Regions from separate parts of the Sus scrofa genome. Here all the other regions are linked to region 3. The links are chromatin contacts, called in public promoter capture Hi-C maps. All regions are on one chromosome and are shown on one strand. The core of a region is the stretch at or near the end of the contact, and the rest is flanking DNA. Distances in the headings are between cores, read along the strand shown.

Region 1 (2,700 bases), core at 143-2,642, 170 kb before region 3:
AAATAACTTGATCCTATAACATAAAATCTCTCTTTTGATGACCGTATTATCACCACAGTTCTGAAGTATATGTGACAGGGGTATAATCAACTTTACAGAGTGATCTAAGCATTATGGGCCAAATAAAAATCCAGGATGGAAAAAAATCAAACATGTTTTTTAAAAAACATATCAACATATTTAAAATATTTAAGACAAGGAGAAACTATTAATAAACGTTTTTATTACACTGCATGTGTATATGCATGTATACATACAAACACACACTCTTTTTCAGGAGGTAAGAACCAAAACATGATTATAAATTATTGACCATTCCAACGCTATGGGGATAGACACTATAAAAACAATGAATGCAACCAAACTTCAGATTACCAAACCAAACACCTCAGACTGTAGCCCCAGTAAAAGACAAACATAAAAAGATTGAAAACGCAAGCAGAAGGCATACAAACTTCACGGTTCAAGAAACATCAAAACAGGAGTTCCCGTTGTGGCTCTGTGGTTAACGAATCCGACTAGGAACCATGAGGTTGCAGCTTCGATCCCTGGCCTTGCTCAGTGGGTTAAGGATCCGGCGTTGCCGTGAGCTGTGGTGTAGGTTGCAGACGCAGCTCGCATCCCGCGCTGCTGTGGCTCTGGCGTAGGCTGGACCCCTAGCCTGGGAACCTCCATATGCCCCGGGAGCGGCCCAAGAAATGGCAAAAACACAACAACAACAACAAAAAACAAAAAGGTCTTTGAGATTCGCTAGTCTTTTTGTTTTGTTTTTTTTTTTTTTGAGATTCGCTAGTCTTAATCGCGCGATTAAGATTCTGGTTTAGCTGGACGATAAGAGGCGAGGAAATCCCTTTTTACTTTCCTTTTTTTGAAAACAGATACTGAAATGATCCTGATGACCAGTGAGGTCTGAAGGACGCTGTCTTAAAAAGTGTCTTTGGACACAGGCGCACATAAAGTCGGCGTGCAGGAGGGGGGCCGCGGAGCCAGAAGCCGGCGCGGGGGGAGCGCTCACCTTCTCCAGGTGCCGCCGCGACAGGAGCACCGGCGTGCTGGACCGCGGGCTCTTGTTGTACGAGGGGTAGTACCGGTCAGGGTCCCTCCATTCCGGGAGCTGCTGGCGGCCCTGCCGGTCCCGGTAGGCGCAGGCCCGGGTGAGGGCCTCCAAGGGCAGGTGGCAGGACGTCCGCCCGCACATGCTCTGTGCCGCCGCTCACACCGCCGCACCTCACACCGCAGGTTCCTGCACTAGGGGACGGTTCCAGCCGCTCGACGCCAGCTCTTGGCCTGGGCCTCCGCCCGCCCCTCCCCTCCCCTAGCTCCCGGGGCCTCCCGCCTCCCGCTAGTCCCGCCTCACCCCCACCTCTTCCGCCCGCCGGTCCCGCCTTAGCCGCGCCTCGGGTCCCGCCTCGGCAGTATTCAACCCGCCTCACCTCAGGCTCGGCGCCCGCGCCTCTCTCCGCGCTAAGCCCCGCCCCCAGCAGGCCGGCCCCGCGAGGCCAGCTTCACTCGGGCACTTTTTCCCCTCCTCCACCCTGACCAGAGACAGGGCTCCCCAACCTGGCTCTTCGGAAAGCGCTCGAGGAGGACCCTCTGATTGCCTTTGAGGACTCCTCGATCCCAGGGTTTTCGGGGCTCCACGTCCTCCGTGTGGGCCGTTCCCCTTCGGAGTTAACTCCCTTTCCAGAGCGAACCTGGGGATTGTGGCCTGGAAGAGTCCCCAGGACACCTAGAGGGGACCCTAGGGTCTGAAGGGCCCTTCTCTGTAGGGGTGAAGTCAGAAAACGTTTCCCTTACTTCACAGTCCTACTAACTGCTTCATAGTTTGGGCAAAAATTGAAAAACCATCAGAAAACTTGCATCAATCACACAAGTCACTCTCAAACCCCTTGAGCACCAGAGCAATTTCCAGGGCCCTCATCTCTCCCCCTACACCCAAAGCTGAGGCCTAGAGTTAAAAAAGGGGGAGGGAGGGTTAGTTCCCTTCCTGGTTCAGAATTAAGGAACCAGACTAAGATCCATGAAGATGTGGGTTAGGCCCCTGGCCTCGTTCAGTGGGTTAAGGATCCAGTGCTGCTATGAGCTATGGTGTAGGGCGAAGTTGTGGCTCGGATCCTGCGTTGCTGTGGCATAGGCTGGCAGCTGTAGCTGTGATTCGACCCCTAGCCTAGGAACTTCCATATGCCACAGGTGCGGCCCTAAAAAGAACAAAAAATAGGCTTTACAGGTGTATTTCAGCCACAAAATTGGCAAAACCATCTGGCTTGAGTTTAAAGGCTCAGCAGGGGTTGGCCGCTGAGCCTGCTCCCTTGGGACATAAACAGACTTCTGGGAGTTGCCTTGTGCAGAGGTTAAGGAGCCAGCATTGTCACTGCTGTGGTGTGGGGTTCTATCCCTGGCCTGGGAACTTTTTTTTTGTCTCTTTAAGGCTGCACCTGTGGCATAGGGAGGTTCCCAGGCTAGGAGTTGAATTGAAGCTGTAGCTACCGGCCTACGCCACAGCCACGGCAATGCAGGATCCTTAACCCACTGAGTGAGGCCGGGGATTGAACCTGCATCCTCATGAATACTAGTCGGGTTCGTTAACCACTGAGCCACAACGGGAACTCCATGGCTTAGGAACTTTTGCATGCTGCGGGAGCAGCCAAAAAAACACCCCCAGAGACTTGTGCTCTCTATGGGCTATTTCCCAGCAGGGAA
Region 2 (2,700 bases), core at 169-2,668, 150 kb before region 3:
CATAAGAAAGAGTTTTGTTTTGCTTTTTTCTTAATTCATTTATTAACAACTCCTGAAATTTTCCATATTAGCTGGTGATGTGCTTACTTAATGACTAACAGATACTTATAAAATAACTGGAAGGGGAAATGAAGACAAACAACAAAAAAAAGATAAGCATAATGAACTCTCTCCAGGAACAAAGTTTCCCTGTTTTTCCAAGAACAGGTTTTTTTCCCCTACTGTTCTTTAAACCAGAACTTTGAATGTGTTAGTATTTTGATCACTCTGAGTGTGGACATTTATGATGGAAGGGACAGGGGAGCAAATAACACTTGCCTCCTGGAGCACTGCACTCTTCTCGAGGTGCTGGAATGGGTTGGAACCTCCACCTATTGTCAGAGAACAGAGAGGACTGAGTACAGGTTGCGACTCTGAATTTCAAAATTCTCCCAGTCGCAATCAAGGGAAAGATGTCGCACTGTCCATCCAATGAAGTACCAACTTCTCAGAATGGCAATCACAACCTGCCAATAGATCCTGCCACTCTCCTGCAAGGGGGTTCCTGCCACTGCAAACCACTTCACCCAGCAGCCCTGCACAGTCCTCCTGTGCCTCTCATAGTGCCATATTTTCATTTATGCAATTGGTACTTAACCGGGTCCCTACTACGGGTGGGACCACCATCTCCCAGTGATTAGAATTTCTTCATAGCAGGTGTTATGCTTGTAAGTTATACAAGTGATTATTTGACTGATATCTGTCTCCACCACTATGTCTGTGACCTATCTAACATTCCCGACTTGGGCACTGAGTGTGTCACTTGCTCTACTGCAGTGACAGGGCACTGAAAAGGGCCTGGCTCCTCAGACCACGTCCCAGTGCAGCCAGCACTAACGCAGCCCCAGCGAACCCTCAGAGAAGCACTGTTTTCCCCACCCGGCCCCTCCTTGGACAGAAGGGGAAACTGAGGCCCAGAGAAGCGAGTGACCCGTCCAAGGTCACTCAGAGAATCGTGGCTGGAGCTTCCGAGTGCAAGGCAATGGAGCATGCTCAGGCTCTCCGAGGCCTGTTGCTGACCCGCGACGGACCTCACAGAAGCCGCTGTTCCTCCCTGGGCCTCGGGGCAGGACAGAGGCCCCAAAGGGGGCCCGGTGGGGAGGGTGCTGGGAGTCTGCGCGGTCAGGCCTCCCCCGGGCCTGGCCCCCCTCACCCGATTCCTCGTCCTTCTTGTCGAATTTCTTCAGCATGGTGGTGCCGGCGGGAGCGCGAAACAGCACTCACAGAGGGACCCTGCAGCTGGCAGCGACAGTCCGGTAGCAGTTCAGCTCCAGCCACTTCCGGCTGGCCACGTCGCCCGGCGCTATGCGCAGGCGCACTCCGCGATCTGCGCATGCGCACGTGCCGCCGCCGCGTCGGGCGTTAACCCCGTCCCTGCTGGGGAGAAGCCGGGGCTAAAACTCCGGACCTTACGGCCTCCTCCGCTTATAGACGTCCACGCCTCACCGCCTGGTGGCGCGAGTTTAAACGGACTCCCAGAGGCGAGGCCCTAGCACTCTGGCAGGAGAGGAGGCCCACCTCCGAGATGCTACATGTCTTGTCACTTTCTCCGGTAGGCCTGCCAGCCTCACCTCACTTTCAGCCCCATTCCCGGCCGGATTTTTCTGCCTAGCCCGAATGGTCGTCCAAGACACTATATTCTATTCGTCCTTGATTGCTCTTTTACTCCCTGCCGTGGATGATGTTGGCGCACGGTACATGCTCAGTAAATTGTTGCTTGAAATAACGCATGAAGTGGCTCTTACAATTCACCTTTGCGCACCGCGCTCACACCTGCTCCAGGTGCGAACCATTTGGTACCGCGTTAACTTCCAGGGATCTAACTAAACTGAGATCTACTTATCTACTGCGCAGCAACTTCAATGTGCTCTTTCAATCTTCGAGTATTTTGCCAGCACCTATTGGATGCGTCGCCTAGCGCTGGGGACTGGAAGGGACTGGAAGGGAAAACACGGCGCCCCGGGTCACTCTCCGCGGATCTGTGAGGACACTCCCGGGCCAAGGTCAGGACTTGCGCGGCGGCGGGCAGAAGTCGGCTGGCCGGAGGGGCGGTGTGGAGGGAACCTAGATGAGCCCGGGCGGGGGTCCAGGTCCTGGGGTGGGGGCGGTTAGGGCGGGGCCCCCAGGTGATGGGGAGGGGTCAACCTCTGGGTCTGGCATTGCAGAGGCTGAGGCTCCTGGCTGGACGCAGCGGAGTGACGGGGTAGCGCGGCGAGGGAAGTGCGAGTCTTGCACCAAAAATTGTAAAGAGCCAGAAAGATGAGCAAAATCTTTAACCTCTAACCCCACCCCTTGTCCGTAGAAAATTCTCAAGAGTTAAGTTGCCCACTGCAGCAGTTTGCAGCGAGATAATCGGAAACACCCTAAATGTCCAGCAATAAGTGGATGATTAAGGGAATTGTAGGACGTCCATCGGATGCTGTCATCCACATCATTTATAAAGGGATATTTCTGATGACTTGTGAGGCAGTATCCAAGCTTCTTATATAAAGTGAGACATCAAAAGGGAAAAGCAAGGTGTAAAAGAGTTCATAGTTAAGGTTAAATAAACATGGCTCGTGATTAAAAACCAGAAAAGAACCCCAGAGATTTGGATTGTTAAAAAGATGAAATATAGATGAATTGTGTTGAGTTAAAATATCCTTTCAGAGTGTGATATGA
Region 3 (2,700 bases), core at 140-2,639:
CTCCAGTGCTGCTCTGTGTCCCTTTGGCCTTCCTGTGTCACCCTCTGACCCACAGGTCTGTCACTTGGCCCTCCTTGAGAGGGGGACCTTGGTATAATTGATTTGGTTGTTATCTGATATGGTGGAGAAAAGTATTACTGAACTGCTGGCACCAGATTCTTCTCTCTTGTTTGGAGATTTGGGTGACTTTTTTTGGGGGTAGGGGAGAGCTCAGACCTTGAGGGTGTCTGACCCTAGCACGAAGACGGGGGGCTGCTTCCACAGGAAAGGGAGGAATTTGTTGTTTTGTTTCTGGGGAAGAGTGCAGAGGAGGAAAAGGAGAGAGAGAGAGAGCAGAAGATGACAAAAGATGGGGTGCCCTCATGGACAGAACAGAGAGTCAAAGGCCATTTGGGAAACAGTGATGTGCCTTCCAAGGCCTGTCTGTCACAGAGACAGGTATAGCCCCTCGCCTTCCACTTGGGGTCCATGCGTCCTCTCTGCTCACTGCTGTGTCTGAAGACAAGGTTTCCTGGAGCTTGGAGAGGGGCTGGATGTTGACGGGAGGTTGGTCTGGGCTGCGAGAGGCCATGTAGGAAGCAGATGCTGTCCCTTTGAGAGGGTATCCCAGGACCCAGTCTCCCAGGACCCGCAGGCGCAGGGGAAGGGCTAGGGGTGTCGAGAGATTGTGGAACTGCAGGTGCCTGGAGAGGGGCGTGGAGGTGGGACAAATCATGGCACTAGGAACTTGGAGCGGGTGCACAACAGAGAAGCCCCAACTGAGGGACGCTGGTTTCCAGAAGGAGCCAGGCTCCGGTACTAATGGGAAACCCATCTCTGAGCTGCCGGTTTATTTTGGGCTCCGGGGGCGGTAGCACCGCCCAGGGCCTAGACGGTGCACAGCAGGCCCGCCAGCAGAGCCAGGCCCAGCGCGGCCACGACGGCCAGCGCCACGTCCAACCACGGCCCACCCGGGGACGCCCAGGACGCCCGGAGACTCCAGCCGCAGGCTCCCAGCTCTGAGCCGCTGAGCTGGCTGAGCGCGCGGCCGGAGGCGTGGCCGGGGCTCGCACAGCGCACGCGCGGCAGCTCCCCCGGGGCGCGGTCCTGCAGCCAGAGGCGCAAGTACGTGAGGCCGCAGTCGCAGTGCCAGGGGTTGTTCGCCAGTTGGAGGGTCTGCAGCTGGAGCATGTGGTCGAAGGCGCCGGGCGGCACGGAGCGCAGGCTGTTGTTGGCCAGCAGGAGGTGGCGCGTGTGGGCCGGCAGGGCGGGCAGGGCCGCGAGTCCCCGGCTCTGGCAGTCCACCTCCAGCCCCATGGTGCCCAGGGTGCGGCAGCTACAGGCGGCCGGGCAGTCCTCGGCCGCCTGAACGGCCGTCCAGAGCAGCAACAGAGCCGCCCACGCCGGCATCGGGCAGGTGGGCTGCGGGGACAACTGGTAGTGAGATGGGGTGGTAGTACTGGGGCCTGCACCCTATCCTGAGGATCCGTGGGACCCGACCGGACAAAGGACCACTCACCTCCCTCTCAGGCCTCGGCTTCTCCTCCGGGAGGTGGGCGGTGGGGACAGGGAAGTGAAGCACGACGACCCAGGCCAGCTGATCCTCCCCGGAAGCTCAGAAGGCAGGACGCTCAGCTGTGTTGGGGGCAGGGGGTGGGGCTTAGTCCCTTCTTGGGACAGGGGAGGGCCCTGCTGTCCCCTAGCAGAGACCCCAACCCCTGCTCAGGGTTGGGGGGAGCAGATGCCTGCTAAATGATCAGAGCCCTGGCCCTAGCCTCTGCCCCCAGAGCCTGGGAAGGGTCTGAAGAGGGTCTCCCAGACTGTGCCCAGTCCCCACCCCCAGCGCCTAAGTCAGGGTCTGGCAGATGGTGTTCATGCCACAGACCACACAGCTTGGCCAGGGCAGAGAGTTCACATGGTCCCTGGTGTAGACAGTCGCTGGGTGAGGATGTGGAAAGGACATAGGGATGGGTACCCAGAAGAGGCTCCACCTGGAAAGCAAGGCTCTCCCTTAAGTTGGAAATCTGAGGCCCAGAGAGGGAGAGTGACTTGTGCATGGCTGCCCAGAGACCAAGCACTCAATCTCAAGAGCCTGGCTCTGCCAGGTTCACTGCCTTTCCTCTGGGACTCAGTGGGGGCTGTTTCCCCTGCTGCAGACAAACTCCCCCTCCAGGGCCTGGCTCGGGGCAGGCTTCCAATGAGTTGGTTGAATAAACTAATCAATCTCGTCACAGAGCAAATACCCCCCACTCCCATCCTCTCTAGGGGAATGAAGGAGGGACAGAGGCTGGACTTGCCTGCTGGCTTCCTTCCTGCAGGACCTGGATCTGCTCCCCGCCTCCCACCCCTGGGAGGCCCTACCATGTAGGAGGTGGTGCTGGGAGATGAGGGCCACTTACCTGGCAGGCCTGCTGTTGGGCACCCCTTTCTGTGTCCTGAACTATTCTGGCTGAGGGTGCAGTGGCTGCTCTATGTGGTGCAGCAGATGGTGGCTCCTGCCTGAGTGGGAGGAAGGAAATGATGAAAATAGCCTGGCTTATCCAGCATGCAGCCCCGGAGGGCCTATCTCCAGGAGCTGGTCCTGAGGCGTCCTGGGGCCTTGTGCACAGAACCACAGGTCAGCCCCCATTTACGGAGGCGGGGGTCCCACTGTACATCCCACTGTACCCCATTGCCTCCATGAGTCTCACTACAGGATGTGTGGGAAAACCCTGTCCCAGG

Evidence for each region. Promoter capture Hi-C pulls out the DNA fragments that hold promoters and counts their contacts.
Region 1: a promoter capture Hi-C map of liver shows a contact between it and region 3, with 5 times the contacts expected there. The contact joins the promoter of HMCES here to the promoter of GP9 in region 3. A contact is called at or near these places in 1 of 5 promoter capture datasets (liver) and 1 of 2 datasets of contacts at active chromatin or transcription factors (alveolar macrophages).
Region 2: a promoter capture Hi-C map of liver shows a contact between it and region 3, with 5 times the contacts expected there. The contact joins the promoter of CNBP here to the promoter of GP9 in region 3. A contact is called at or near these places in 3 of 5 promoter capture datasets (fetal liver and liver), 22 of 47 Hi-C or Micro-C datasets (alveolar macrophages, blood, embryonic fibroblasts and 11 more) and 2 of 2 datasets of contacts at active chromatin or transcription factors (alveolar macrophages and skeletal muscle).

What each region holds. Positions count from the first base shown.
Region 1 is chr13:71,731,003-71,733,702 of Sscrofa11.1, reverse strand. HMCES (embryonic stem cell-specific 5-hydroxymethylcytosine-binding protein) reads right to left here and starts at 1,392. Exons shown (of 6, transcript XM_013980659.2): 1 at 1,016-1,392. The coding sequence starts at 1,198.
Region 2 is chr13:71,705,745-71,708,444 of Sscrofa11.1, reverse strand. CNBP (cellular nucleic acid-binding protein) reads left to right here and starts at 1,418. Exons shown (of 5, transcript XM_021069428.1): 1 at 1,418-2,042. COPG1 (coatomer subunit gamma-1) reads right to left here and starts at 1,348. Exons shown (of 25, transcript XM_021069417.1): 1 at 1,193-1,348; 2 at 319-371. The coding sequence starts at 1,229.
Region 3 is chr13:71,559,797-71,562,496 of Sscrofa11.1, reverse strand. It overlaps GP9 (glycoprotein IX platelet), which reads right to left and starts at 1,389. Exons shown (of 1, transcript NM_001141989.1): 1 at 868-1,389. The coding sequence starts at 1,389. The coding sequence ends at 868.